Linked DNA regions of Mus musculus: region 2 is linked to region 1. A link is a contact called in public Hi-C data. All regions are on one chromosome and are shown on one strand. The core of a region is the stretch at or near the end of the contact, and the rest is flanking DNA. Distances in the headings are between cores, read along the strand shown.

The links. Hi-C and Micro-C count contacts between places; a contact is called where the count stands out from the background.
Region 2: a Hi-C map of double positive thymocytes shows a contact between it and region 1, with 3 times the contacts expected there. The contact joins the enhancer-like site here to the promoter of Mllt3 in region 1. A contact is called at or near these places in 2 of 39 promoter capture datasets (hippocampal neurons and liver), 1 of 15 datasets of contacts at CTCF or cohesin (the G1E-ER4 cell line), 4 of 484 Hi-C or Micro-C datasets (Th2 cells, double positive thymocytes, group 2 innate lymphoid cells and 1 more), 4 of 115 datasets of contacts at active chromatin or transcription factors (CD8 T cells, Th2 cells, effector CD8 T cells and 1 more) and 3 of 9 other capture datasets (adipose tissue, liver and pancreatic islet).

The regions. Positions count from the first base shown.
Region 1 is chr4:88,029,956-88,037,120 of GRCm38.p6, forward strand. Mllt3 (myeloid/lymphoid or mixed-lineage leukemia; translocated to, 3) reads right to left here and starts at 3,452. Exons shown (of 11, transcript NM_027326.3): 1 at 3,129-3,452; 2 at 1,569-1,749. The coding sequence starts at 3,140.
Region 2 is chr4:88,120,412-88,127,576 of GRCm38.p6, forward strand. It overlaps Focad (focadhesin), which reads left to right. Exons shown (of 44, transcript NM_001081184.1): 2 at 859-947; 3 at 4,177-4,251. The coding sequence starts at 891. Mir491 (microRNA 491) reads left to right here and starts at 1,629; the gene lies at 1,629-1,714. Within about 2 kb of position 4,735, at least 2 of the 459 cell types and tissues checked have an H3K27ac peak or open chromatin away from gene starts, as enhancers often do. A contact at or near this core is called in double positive thymocytes, where this site is marked.

The DNA.
Region 1 (7,165 bases), core at 2,202-4,701:
CTGCTCTGCAGAGTCATGAGATGAGAGGACTCCATCATGCATGGTCCCCAATCACCTGCAGACAGGAATGAAATTCTTACCATGAATTTGGAGAAATACAAAATAGAGTATCAGTCTATATGTTCATCTAAAGTGCTAGCAAATGCTAAGTATACCTCCTATAGGCCGTGCAAGTCCCTAACCACTATTAGAAGCTGGATGTATTTATTAACCATTCAACAAAGCCCATCAGAATTTCAACTGTTCAAGTTTTCAAAAGGAACTCTAAACCTAACTACTAAAGGCACAAAAAATTAAAATAAAATCCTACTTCCCATCATACAGGCATTAAAAATAAAAATAAACCCCAACTCTGCCACCTTAAAGGCATACATCCTTTCTCTTTTCTTTATCCAGCCCTGAATGTCCAATAATTTCCCCCATCACTCTAAGCAGAATGGATTTATTATGATGTTACTCTAAGAAACTGCAGGAGTTCTAGATGCCAATAAAGATTACGGATCAAATGGAAGATAACTACTAACCATTGTGTCGACTTAGATAAATAAAGCTGCTCACAAACAAAGCACCTTATTGTATTTGTACTGTTACCTCCAGTAATCCAACTAAAACAACCAGACAGTAGCTTCCCAGAGGCAGGGGGAAATAAAAACCAGTGTTTTTCAGAACCTCTTCAAACGTCTTTTTTAAATGACACCCTCCCCCGCCCCCCACACTGTCCTGCTCTGTTTAATTGAAGGTGCTTGGGACCAGAGAAGCTCAGCAAGAGTATGCAAGCCAGACTTTATGGCTGAGGATCCAGGTGTAGGAAGAACTAAAGAAATAGGCAAAACAGCATCTTTGCCTGAAACTTAGCTTTCAACCTTAACGGAAACTCCCTCCCTTTGTGGGTCCCAATGAGAAGACAGTTCAGAAGGTAATTCAAAATCTACTAGAGCAGTAAAATGCCCCCACGGGGGACGGAGGTGGGGGTACTGAGGGGATAAACCACCCTACTAGTAAAATCCAGGCTGTGAGGTAGAGGCTAACTCCCAAAGGGACACTCTACAGCAACCTGGCACCTAGTATCTCAAACACAGAGGCCAGAATTGCCTAGAGAACCGACTTCTCTAAACGGAACAATAACTACCTCCAATGCATTCTTGGCTAGTAACACAGGTAAAGCTCGATTTCTCCAGGAAAGGGGGGGGGGGGGGTGTGGAAAGGTGCAAACTGTTTATTCCCTCCAGCTTTGCTCTCCAAACCTCCAAACCCAGTAACTAATTACATGGTCCCCAAAGGACCTACAGCAACCCAAGAGGGCTGGGAGGAATAAACACGCGACACCTGACGGTCCTTTCTCTGTGCTGACTTTCCCTAAGCCCAAGTCGAACACTCACGCGCGCGCGCGCCCGCGCGCGGGCAGCAGAGACCTGGCCAGCACGGCGCCGCGCCCCCGGGTCCCAGGCTAGCCCGGCAAGCGCGGCGCGGGGGGCGGGGAACGGCCCGGGGAGCGCCGGGGCCCCGCGATTGTTTCCTCCCGGAGCAAAGACATTTTTTATCAAGTCTCTTTTGTATTCGAGCCCTACCTCTTTTTGGCCTAGGGAAGCTTTCGTGCAAGTGGAAGACGACTTTCTCCACAAAGTGCTGAATGTTACTGTGCTCCGGGCCGCGCACGAACACCATCCAGTCGTGGGTGAAGCCCTCCACTGTGGGTTTCTTCCTCACCTGGGCGCGGTGCCCCAGCTCCAGCTTCACCTGCACGGCACACTGCGGGCAGGGGGAGGAGAGACAGCCGTGAACAACAGGAAGGCGACCGTTCGCTGCTCAACATTGCGCCTGACATTTTTTTCCCTCCTCCTTGAAACGCACATAAAAGGAAACGGCAGTGCCCTCTCCATCCACGTTTCACGCGCGTGGGCGCGCACACCCCACACCCCCAGATACACCGGGCCGGGCCGCAGGGGCCCCCGGCGCCGCTACACAGCGGCCGGGATTGTAACGGAATGTTACCCCTAGTCGCGAAGGGGGTCGGGGAAAGGGGAGAACACGACCACCACGGCAAGCACGACAACAAACGCGTCGGTAACAAATTAGGAGACAATCAGGAGGGGATGCTGGGGCGCTTTCCCGGCGTGGGAGGGGAGGTGGCTGAGATAGGGGACCGGGGTTTCTAGCGAGCCCCCTCCCCGAAAGTACCGCGGCGACAGGCACACGCCGAGGAAGTCTTTGTGTACGTGTATGTGTGCGTGCGTGTGGAGCGCGGTGCCAGGCGGAATGGAAACTACAGGCAGCCTCTGCTAATGGGCACAAACTCCCGTGTTCTTTCTTACCACGGGGTTCGTGCACAAGAATGAAACGTCGTCACACATACACTCACTCACGCCCGCACGAAAACACGCCAAGGCATCCCCAACTCAAAGCACCCCGCACCCCTCGGCGAACAGCCCCCCACGACCAGCAAGGCCAGCCCAACAGAGCCAACGCTGCACACTTTCAAGAGCCAAAGTGGTCGCAAACTCCCTCCAGCCTCCCCCCACCCGCCCCCCCAGCGAAAGCCACAAAACGCAGAAAGGCAGGGCTACTGGCGGACCGCCGCGGAGCCCCGGTCGCGCACACCGGCCGCTGGGGCAAAGTTGCGAGCAGCCCCGCCGCTGTCAGCCCGCACACTCGGGCTCACGCGCGCGCCGCGGAGAACGCACCATCGTGGCGGCCGCGGCGCTCGGCGGAGGTGCGGCCGCAGAGGCTGCTCGCCGCGTCCCCGGACCGTGCCCGCAGCTCCCGGCGGCGGCGGCGGCTGAAATATGGCTGAGTTATTATTCGCCTCCTTCCACCGGGTGTGAGTGTGTGTGTGCGCGTGTGTGAGCCAGAGGGAGTGTGAGTGCGCTTCTTGCGATTGCAAAGAGGCGAGGCGGGCGGGAGGCGCGGGGGGGGGGGTGGCGGTGGCGGTGGCGGCGAGTGTGCGAGTGTGTGCGCGCGCGCCGGGGGGGGGGGGGGTGGGGAGGAGGGAGAGGCGGCAGCTCCCCGCGAGCAAAACCAACCTTTCTCTAATTGGAACCGCGGAGCGCTGGCGCTGTCTGGGCTGCGGCGGCGCGGGGCGGAGGAGGAGAGGGAGGGGGGCTTTTATTATTTTTTTTGCATGTACTTACCGAGCTAGCCATGCCTGGGGGCCCGGAGGTTTGCCGGGGTGTTGTGTGGTACCCCCCCTCCCCCGCCCCCTTCAGCTGTAATTCATGAAGAGGCTGCTATGAATGAGAGCGCGCCCGGGAGCTGAGGGTAGATGGCGGACATGCTCTGCCTTGGCCCCCACCCCACCCCGTGCTCGCTCTCTCGCTCGCTTATTAAACTCAGCCCCAAAAGCAAAAGCAGCAGCAGCAGCAGCAGCAGCAGCTCCGGGGCCAGAGGATGAGTCCGGAGCATGCGCCGTGGCGCCTGACACCCGGGCTTCGAGCCTCTAGGGGCGGAGGGAGGGCGTGCGGGCGGGGCGGAGCGCGCGGGGAGGCCGAGCGACCGAGCCAGGGGGAGCTCGAAAGAGCCAATCAGCGGCCGCCTCCCCGAAACCCCGGCGGCCCGCAGCGCCACACTGGAACGCCTCGCTTAAAGTAACAGGTTCCTGATGGGGGAGGGGGGAGGAAATGGAGGGAGGGGGCCCGGCACTGGGAGAGCGGCCAGCTGGGGAGCCATCCCGGCCCCTGTGCAAACTCCGTTCTCCCTACAATAAAAAACGGATTAAAACTGCTGGAATGTGGCCACTGCCTGGAGCCCCCCAGCCGCAGGAGAAGGGGTTGTTAAATCAAGTCTTTGGCGGTAGTGAGCACGTTTGGGAAGGGGGAGCGGGCTTGTTTTTACTTTCCACCATGGATTTTTGCGGGTTTGTGCTGAAATCGCAAGAACGCACACCCAAACAAACTTATTTAAACAGAGAGCAAGAGAAATCCACGCTACCAAAGAAAAAAAAGAAGGGGGAAAAAAGCCTCCTGATAGCAATCTCTGGGACTGAACAGCCCCCAGCAACCTTAAATCCCTTTCCCTATCTACTCCGAGCCACCAACCTACCCCGCCCTCCCACCGTCGCCACTGAAAACTTTAAAAAAGAAAAAGAAAAAAAAAGAAAAGAAAAAAAGAAATGAACGCGAAACAAGAATGCCATTTCCTTCCTAGGAAACGCCTCCCGCCTCGGTGTTCCCGGGCTGAGAACCGTGCCCAGGTGGAGGCGGGACACCTGGGAGTGCCCGTCGCAGAGCCTTAGGGAACCCGCTTCCCAGTTGTTTGCTTCAGGAGGCTTCCCCCTCGCTGACAACCTGCTGGGTTGCATCAGGGTCTGCCCTCTCTCTAAGGGCGCGCCAGACTACTGGGAACCTTAAAATAGATAAAGTTAATACTGACTATAATGTGCATAAATTGGATTATAATCTTTAGGCATATTGGTGACAGCCAACATAATCCATCTCTGGGTATTAATCCATTTAGGCTCCCGGGTGACAACCCCTCGCAGAAGTGTTCTAGAGTTGCTCTTCTACAAATGCTCCATCTCCGATTGTAGTTTGTCTCAGTGGCCACGGGTAGAATATCAAGCCATACGTGAAGCGAAAAAAGAAGAAGAAGAAGAAGAAAGAAAAAAAAAAGAGTTACTAGCTTCCTCTAGAAACACAGACAACCTTTAAAAAGGAAACGGATAAGATCTAGACGATATACGAAAATGAAAGATGGGTGTGACTTTTGTTTCGTTAAAGTTCTTGTACCTCTCTGGCTCTTAACTCCTTTTTTGAACTGGTTTGGGGTGGTGGCTGTTTTCCAGAGTTTATCTTTTGTTCACCATCTTTTTTTCTCCAGATTGCCAACTTCTTTTCTCCCTGTGTTTTTTGTCTCTCTTCCTCTTTCTGACTCAACTTTATTGCTTTCTTCTTTTCCTCTCGCCGGGAGACCATGAAAGCACAACTCGGCCCTTGCATTGAACACTTGAGAATAACGGGAAGGAGGTTTCCTGGAGCGTCCCAGGTTCTCCATGACCACGTTCAGTTTTTCCCACTGCTCACAAAGTAGATGATGGGGATTAGACAGGACCAGGTCCAGCCAAGTTCAAAGCAGCACGTTTCCAACTCGAGTAGTGTGATTCTCCTAAAACTGGTACACCCATCCTCCAGGATTCAGCCCAGAAGTGGGGAAACTTGAACAGAAGTCCAAGGACATATTTCCCAACCAAGTCTGTAAGAGTATGTCATCTTGTATGCATGTGTGTTTGTGTAAGCGCTAAGTTAGACAGAACTGCTGTGTGTGGGATATAAGCAAGGGATGACTATCTACTGTGCATTCTTACACCGTTTATCAAATAATCAAATTGCAGAGAACTATTTTGGAATGAAGAAGTTGAAAACTGAAGATTATGTGAATGTTTTTAGTAACTGAAAGGTGACCATTCCGCGTTTGCACTGATTCCAGAGTTGGTCTCTTGGTTTTCTCTCCAGGAACTGGAACTTGTATATTAAGAGGGATTCCCTGCCCCACCCCCTCGACCATGTGCTTGCTAGTGAGTGTGTGTGTGTGCATGCGTGCGTGTAATATTTGCTGGATTCTCATTTATTCCAGCAATCACAAATAAATCGTAGAATCTGACCGTCTTCCCCCAACATCCTTCCTTTCTCAAATGCGTTAAACCCTCCTCCCCAATATAAAGTAATTCCCCCGTCTGCAAATTCGGAGACTTAAAATATGCCAGTAGATGGCGCACAGAGCCCTTCCACCAGCGTCCTTATGTGACCCTCCTTACAACAAAAAGACTTCTCTACCAGGAAAAAGAAAAAGAAAGCACAACCCGGAATACTCCAGGTTCAACTTTGAACAAAGGAATTTACACCAGCCTTTCCATTTGTAGCTGTCTTAATAAGTTCGCTGTTAACAATAAAATTGGGAGAGCAAATGCATTTCCTGTCCATTTATTCTGAAATAATAACAATGTAAGTCAAAACAAACAGAGTGGTGGACCACACTTGGGAGGCTAAAGCAGGAGCCTCTAGGTTTCAAAGCTAATCACAGCTACATAGGAAGCCTGGACAGCATGGGGGCATTGTCTCAATGAAAGTGTACTGGAGAGAAATTTTAAGACAGGCATCAATGCTAGGTAGCAAAAAATAGGAATAATTAAAGTCATCAATGATAAAAGCATTTCCTTATTCAAATAGAAATTATCCCACTGAAATTCATACTGTGATGTATAGTACAGTATGAAATTGGGTTACTCTAATGAACACAAAAGTGATTAACATCAAGTTAAATAAGAACAGTGATGGAGATTGGAAAAGGACCTGTGTGTCTGAGCCTAACTCCTCACAGGACCACAGCTGGCTCCAACCTTCTCATCTCAGCAGTTTGCTAGTTTGGAACTTCAGAGCAGTTCAAGTGTTTCTGCCAGAACAAAAGGAAAAAATAGCTTTTTCAGGTGTAATTAGGGTGTTATAAAACACTCTAAAGTAAATTTTACCCATTCACTATGTCAGGTTGTTGGTACACACACACTCAACGAATCGAATCATCAAAAATTAGCCACTGTCCATCCTTGGCTATATGGGTTTGTCAGGGAAGGGGAAGGCCCATGAAAAAACTATTAGCTACTAGAACAGACAGTAGACATTTTGGTAGCTGCACATTCAGAATAACTAAGGCTTCCCCCTCCATAGCCTGCTGGGTGTTTGTTTGTTTGTTTGATGAAATACATCCATACATCTGTTTACCAAAACTGGACCATATGTCAAGTACAAGACTGTAAGAATGATAAGAGTCAGAGTGGAATTCAGCCTGTAGAATGCTTGCCCCATACCAGAAGCCGAAAGTTTGCATCTCTGTACTCGAATTAACTAGTCATGATGGACACACTAATAATTCCTATACTCAGTGGGAGGTAGAAGTAGGAGAATTTAGAAATCCAAGGCTACACAGAGAATTTGAAGTTAGCCTAGTGTGTATGAGACCTTACCTTTAAAATAATTAATAAAAATAAAATAAAAATGAATGTTGGTTCCTGCTGTCATACAAACCACAGCTCTGTGACACAGAGGAGAAACTTCACCAAAATCATTTCTTCTTTCTTTGAATTTCATTTACACCTAAGGTTGGGATACTTGTACATGTCAGACATAAGCAAGGAGCGTAGAAAACTGACACAAACAGCCGAAGGACAAGAAAAAGCAAT
Region 2 (7,165 bases), core at 3,485-5,984, 92 kb after region 1:
TGGCCTCAAATTCAGAGATAAGTCTGCATGGGAGTTGGGTAAAGTGGGCCTTTTATTCTGTGTCCTCTTCTCTGTCCCCCTCCTCTTTTTGAGAACAGTAGGACTGAGAGTTTGGTGTAAACAAAAACCACTGGTGCTGATTCCTCGTTTGTTCTTTTAACAGACAAGTAGTTTGTTTGGATGTGCAGGATTTGAGGGCACAGCTGAACTTCCTGTAGTTCAGCTGCAGTTGGATTCTTGCTGAGATCAAAGCTGGTATCAAAAGGAGGTGTAAGCTTAAACAATCTTGCCACAGTTTGACTCCCCCTTAAAAAAGACTTTTTAAAAAAGACTTATTTATATTTTATCTCATATGTATGCAGGAATGCCCGAGTGTATGTGTACCCTGTGCATGCCATGCAGGTGCCCAGATGTTGTGAGCTGTCCTGTGGGTGCTGGCAGTTGAACCTCAGTTTTTTTGCATTGGAAGCATATGCTCTTAACCACTGAGCCCTTCCTTTTTGAGCCCTCTCTTGTACGTTTTAATTCAAGAAAGGATTAACTTTTATTTTAAGTAGGTGGTTGAGCTTTGGAATTAAAATAATTTGCTTTTTAATGGTTCTGCTATATGAATTCATCTGTCTCAGGATTAACGTGTAGGAAAACACGGAGTTGTTGGACATTTTTAGTTTGTTTATCTATGATATTTTCTGAGCATTGAAGTGGTTAACAGAAAAGGTTATGCTAAGAAGTATCTGCAGGGGTTCCTGCTTTATTTCCATTGTTGGCTTTTAAAATTACTTTTATACTCTTTGAGGAATAATTGGTTTGAACTCCAAGGCAATTAGATGGTTAATACATCTCTTGTTTTGATTACAGAAACTGTGCATAAACCTGTGAGAGAAGCAAAGATGTCAGATGACATCAAGAAAAGGTTTGATTTTCCGAATTCTCTTATCCAGTCTCAGGTAATTTTTATTTATTTTTCCTTCATGGTAACAAAAGCACACTTTTGATGGACCATAAATTGAACTTTGTATTTTCACATGAAATATTTTCTTCTACTCATGGCTTATTGTAGTAAGCAACATTATATGACTAGTAAGTATATTTCAATTAGAGAAACTAATATTTAAACTTGTTCAATTTCAGCTTCTTGTTGTTTTCATATATTTTTCCCTTAGAAATAATCTTGATTAGTAGATTTTTGAATGTGGTTATTCTTTTTGCATATGTTTAATAATTGGGAACAGTGATAGATGGTTTCTTATATATCTCCACAGAGTATCAAAGATTAATGTTTAAAATGATATATTCTACCTCTCTACAGCTATTAAGAGTACTAGATTTCAGAATAATGATATTCAATAATTAAAGCATTCTGGATTAATGTAATATGTACCTGCTGAGATGGGAAATCGGGATAATTTAATTTACAGAGCTTTTCAATAATTAAGACAAGTGTTAAAGCAGTGGTGGTTTCTATCTGCTAGCTAAGTAGGCACATTCTAATAAACCTTGGTACCATAAGAGCTTAACATCTCTTCCTATGAGTAAAGCTAAACAGCCAGTGAAAGCCAGTCTGAAGACTTAACCCCGAAAGCCTCGTGGATGCTTCAGCAGTTGCCCTCGGAGATGCCTGCTGTGGGAATTGACTTAGCTGGGAAGTGGGGAACCCTTCCATGAGGAGTAGAACACTCCTTATGCAAGATTCCCTTCTACCTGACTGAGTTGAAGTCATATCCTGCTCTGTGCAACACAGGCCCTTCCCCTGAAGAAGAAGATGAGGAAGATGCTGTTCACAGTCTCCATTCTTCTGTACCTACATAACCTTCATTAACATAATAAAAAGGAAATGGTGACATGTGTTACAGTTAATTTAAGAAAAATGTGTATATGTCTTGGTTATTGTATATTTCAGTCTGGCTATGGAATGAAGTAGCAAGGTAGCATAATGTGTCAGCTGTGTGGGTGTCTCAGAACCATGTAGGCTCCTTAGGCTAGTATCTCTGATGTTTTAAAAGATGAATGAAACAGAAGATCAGAGAAATTGAATCTTCTGAGTGGGGAGATGTGAAACATGCAGTGTATTTTCTTTTAGTCCTTTTTCTAAATGAGGACAGTAGCTTTTTTTATATGTCTCTGTTGCATTTCATCTTGGTTCTTAGGTTCTCATGAGTGTGCCCTGTCCTCATGAGTCATATACCAACTGTTCTTTCAAAACCACTGCTTTGAGACAGGACCATATCCCCTTGACTGGCACTCAGCCCTTTTGCATTTTGGTGATTAGATGATCGAGCAGCTGCTGACAGCAGCTGAGCTACAGTGGGTAGTGCGTGTACACTTGTGAGCTTGTCCATTATTTTCTAAGTGACTCTAGAAGAGTTCTATGATCAATCTAAAATCAAAAATTCAAATTACAGGCAGCACTGTGTATCGTAGATTGATTGGCAGCCATGTTTATTTTTTGCTGATGAGTTATGTTGCATCCTTTGAGCTGATGGCCAGATATTCAATGACACATACAGTATAGTTTGTGAAATACAAACTTAGGGTTCAAACTCATGGCTCCTCAGTTTTCTTATCCTTTGGCTAGGAGATAAGAGACAGCAAATTGAACTGCAGTTTGCATTTATGTAAGTGAGTGATTTATTTCTCAAAATTCAGGTATAGAGGTCTTAAATCATTTGAACATTTGAACACATGCACATGTGCAGGAGGGGAGCGGGTGCGGTGTAGTTCTTTGAGCTCTTCTAGAGATTTCCCAAAACTGACAGCTGTTTTCAGCACTATTGTAAGTGGTCCCAAGTTCAGGATATACAGTTGTAGTAGTGGAAATTTCCCTAGCTGCATACAGAATAGTTACCATTGTTGCCAGCCAATTTCCTGTCAGTCAGCAGTGCTGGTTAGGCCTGAAGAACAGGGCCTGACACTGAGGCAGAGGAGGTGACATTTATGTATTTGTGTAATCAACTCTCTTAGAGCTTGATTTTCATTTTGGGCTCTTTGACTAAAGCAGAATGTGGGAAATTTTTAAGAGATTTGAGAGACTGAAAACTTAAGACCCAAAACCTATTAGGAAGGGATAAATAAATTAATATAGGGCTATGAAATGGCTCAGTGGGTAAAGACAGTTTGCATTAAGCCTGAGGATGACCTGAGTTTGAATCTCTGGACCCATATGGTGGAAAATGAGAAGTGACTTCTCCAAGTCGTCTTCTCTCCTCCTCATGTGGGTAGTAGCACATACCTGTGTACATGCACACACACACACACACACACACACACACACTCACACATACACACACACATACACATACACACACACACTCACATGTACACACACATACTCACACATACACACTCACACACACATACACACACACACACACTCACACATACACACACACACACTCACACATACACACACACACTCACATACACATACTCACACCTATACTCACACACACATACACACACTCACACACACACATTCACACATACACACACACACTCACACACACTCACACATACACATACACACACACACACATACACACACACACTCACACACACTCACACATACACATACACACACACACACATACACATACACACACACACACATACACACATAAACACACTCACACACACCTCCGCACATGCAAATGAACTTTAGAAAAAATGAAAATAGTAGGGTCTAGAGGAGGGAGAAGAGTGTAGAGGAAGGGAGAGATATTCTTCAGGTCTGTACAGGCTGTATCCATAAAAGTGAGGGTGAATTTTTCTTCATTTTCACAAAGGTCACCATGAAACATGACAGATTGGATTTAGATACAAAGGTTTTAAAGACTGTCTCATGTTTTAATGGATTATGTAATTCCAAATTATCTTTAAAAGTAGGTGAGAGGAATTTGAGCTGAAGGTTGATGTTGGCCTCGGTAGAGTATGGCTTGTGTAGTGCTGGGATATTTGACCTACTTTGAAGATTGCTCTGAGGATTTGGGTTACACATGTTGAGTGCCTCGTTCAGTGCTTTCTACATGGCACACAACAAAGGGACTTTCATCTTACCAGTTGACAACTTGGCTTGCTTATACATGAAAATGAATATGATGTTGATTCCCTTTCAGTGCACTCTTTGGAAAGAACTTCTAAGTGGATATCTTCATTAATTTTTTGTTGTTCTTCTTTTAGGCTGTAGGTCATCTTATTGCTGCTGTCTTAAAAGAACATGGTGTTTCAGAAAAGATACACCAATCCACAAACCAGGTCTGTGCTTAACCTTGTTGTTGTTGTTTTGTTGTTGTTTGTTGTGTGTGTGTGTACACCTGCCCCTGGCTAGCTTTTTGTTAAATAGATACCAGCCAGGATCATCTTGAGAGTAGGCAGCCTCAACTGAGAAAATGCACCTTTAGATTTGCCTGTGGGCAACCCTGTGGGACATTTTCTTGCTTAATAGCTGATGTGGGAGAGCTGAGCTTACTGTGGGAGGAGCCACCCCTGGGCAGGTGGTCCTGGGTTGTATCAGAAAGTAGGCTGAGCGAGCTAGGAGAGTAAACCAGGAATCACTGCTGCTTCATGGAGTCTGCTTCAGTTCACGCCCTGAGTTTATACTCTCCTTTCTCTTGATGATGGACCTTAAGCTGAAATACACCCTATTCTCACCTGGTTCTTTATGGTTGTGGTCCTTGTCACAGTAGTAGGAAGCAGTCTAAGATAATCTGCTTGCTTGTTTTATGTAGATGCTTGTGCTTGCCTGCAGGGCCACTCGCCCCTGGTTTCACTTGTAGTTCAGTTCAGATCTTGAACTGTAAGGAGGAGTTTTGCCTACAGATCTTGCCTTTTTTCCTCTTCCTTTTCCTTTCCCCCTCTGCCTTTGCCTTCCTTCTCCCCAATTCTTCTATCTCCCACTTCCTCCTCCTTATCGTCTTCCTTTTCGTTTGGTGTGCCATGTTTTTATTCTAAATCATTCTTTTAAGCTTGGACATTGTGTCTAACTCCAGGAGGAGACATATAAAGAGTGAAGGAGGGTATCCATTCACTATCAGTGGAAAACAAAACCAAGGGAGGGCATGAGGAGGGCACACTGAGGAGGTGACAGAACCCCCTGAGGGAATGCTTTTAGCACTGGAGACAGTGAACACAGTGGTGGGCTGTGTTTGGGTGTCTTCTCACGCTTCATTTCAGTCCTGAGTGTGAGTTCTCAGTGGGAAAGGCTCTGAAGAAGGCTTCCCATCCCCTCACAGAGCAAGTCAGTACCCAGATTTAAAGCGCTGCCTAGGAGCTAAGACGAACCAGCTGGGCTTTGGCCAGTTGGCATTGTATATTTTGACTTGTTAGATGGGAAGTTGCTAAGCGCGGGTGCCTGTGTGTAAACTACAGAAATAAATTTCTCTTTCCTGACAAAAACAAATTGATTTCCTTTCCTTACTTTCACTTTGTTACATGTGAGTATGTATGTGTGTATTTGGGCATGCTGATGTGCCTCAGTGTGCTTTGGTGTGTCAGAGGACAGATTGTGACACTCTGTTTTCTTCTTTCACCGTGTAGATCCTAGGATTTGAACTCGACTTGCCAGGTTAGACAGCAAGCACCTTTGTTGACTGAGCACCTCACATTCTTTCTGATTGGCCTTGCTATATCTTCTTTTTTTTAAAAAGATTTATTGTTATGTGTAAGTATACTGTAGCTGTCTTCAGACACACCTGAAGAGGGCGTCAGATCTCATTACGGATGGTTGTGAGCTGCCATGTGGTTGCTGGGATTTGAACTCAGTCAGTGCTCTTAACCTCTGAGCCATCTCACCAGCCCTTCATATACCTTTGCAGTGCCTGTTGATATGTGGAAGTAAGTGGAGTGATCTGTTTCACTAACTGGCATCTATCTAGTGTTTGTAGTAGTCATGTAAATCAGGTTTCCTGAGACGCCCGACCCCAATCCTGCCTGTAATCACATTATGGACGCTGAGAAGACCTAGTGATTTTACTTACATTGCTGGGATTTATTGAATGCTAAATCCTTTTAACTAAATGTTTCCTCTCCCGCTAATAAATGAATGCCTACCTCTACCAGGACAGTATCATCTCAGGCGAGGTTATTCATCCATTTATCTTATTTTTCTGGCTTGGTAGTGGAAATGATGGCATTTAGGACCCTGGGCTATTGGGAAAAGAAATTTTCTTCTAAATAAAAGGGGAAACAATATAAAGATTTCCTTTCTCTATTACTGACTTTTAACTCTGTTGTTCTTTAATCGTGGGCCTTAGGACTGCAGAGGTTTTTAGCAGCTACAGAGGAGTGAAGCACAGTGTTGTTCATTTCAGTGGGAGCTGGATACCCTGAGCTTTCCTTGAATTGTAGAGTTAGTTCTTTCTTCTTTTTAATTTGGTGTGGTAGTGTGTGGCAGTGGCAGTGGCAGTGGCAATGGCAGTGTTGCTGGTGTTTGTGTGAGGTGTGGTGTGTATGATGTGTGTGTGTGTATGGTATAATATGATGTGGTGTGTATATGCATAGTGTGTGGTATGGTGGGTGTGTGCAGTGTGTGTGATCTGGTATGATGTGTGTGTGGTGTGGTGTGTTTGTATTTGGTACACGTGTATTTGGTGTATGATATGGTATGCAATGTAGTGTGGTATGTGTGCATGGGGTGTGGTATGTATGTGCATGGGGTGTGTGGTATGTGTGCATGTATGTGGTGTATTATGTGGTATGCAGTGTGGTGTGATATGTGTGTGCATGGTTGTGTGATTTAGTGTGTGTGTGTGTGTATGTGTATGTGTATGATATATATGTGGTATGTGTGGTATATAATATATATGATATTTGTCTATGGTGTGGTATGTGTGAGGTGGTTGGTGTGTATTGTATGTGTTATATAGTGTGTGCATATGCTGTGGTTGGTGTGGTTTGTGTGTGTGTGATGTGTATGATGTGGTGTGGTGTGCATATCTATGTGTGTGTGTGGTGTATATATGTAGTATGCACAAATGTGTGTGTGGTATGTGTGTGTGTTTGGTGTGGGGCATATGTGTGTTGTCTGTACAAGTGTGTGTGCTGGTGTGCCCACCTTGCATGTGAGTGTGAAGGTTATAGGAGGAAGTCAGGTGTCCTGTCCTATGTTCTGTCACTCTCAGCCTTACTCCCTTGAGGCAGGATCTCTCAGTGAGCCTGGAGCTTTGGTTTC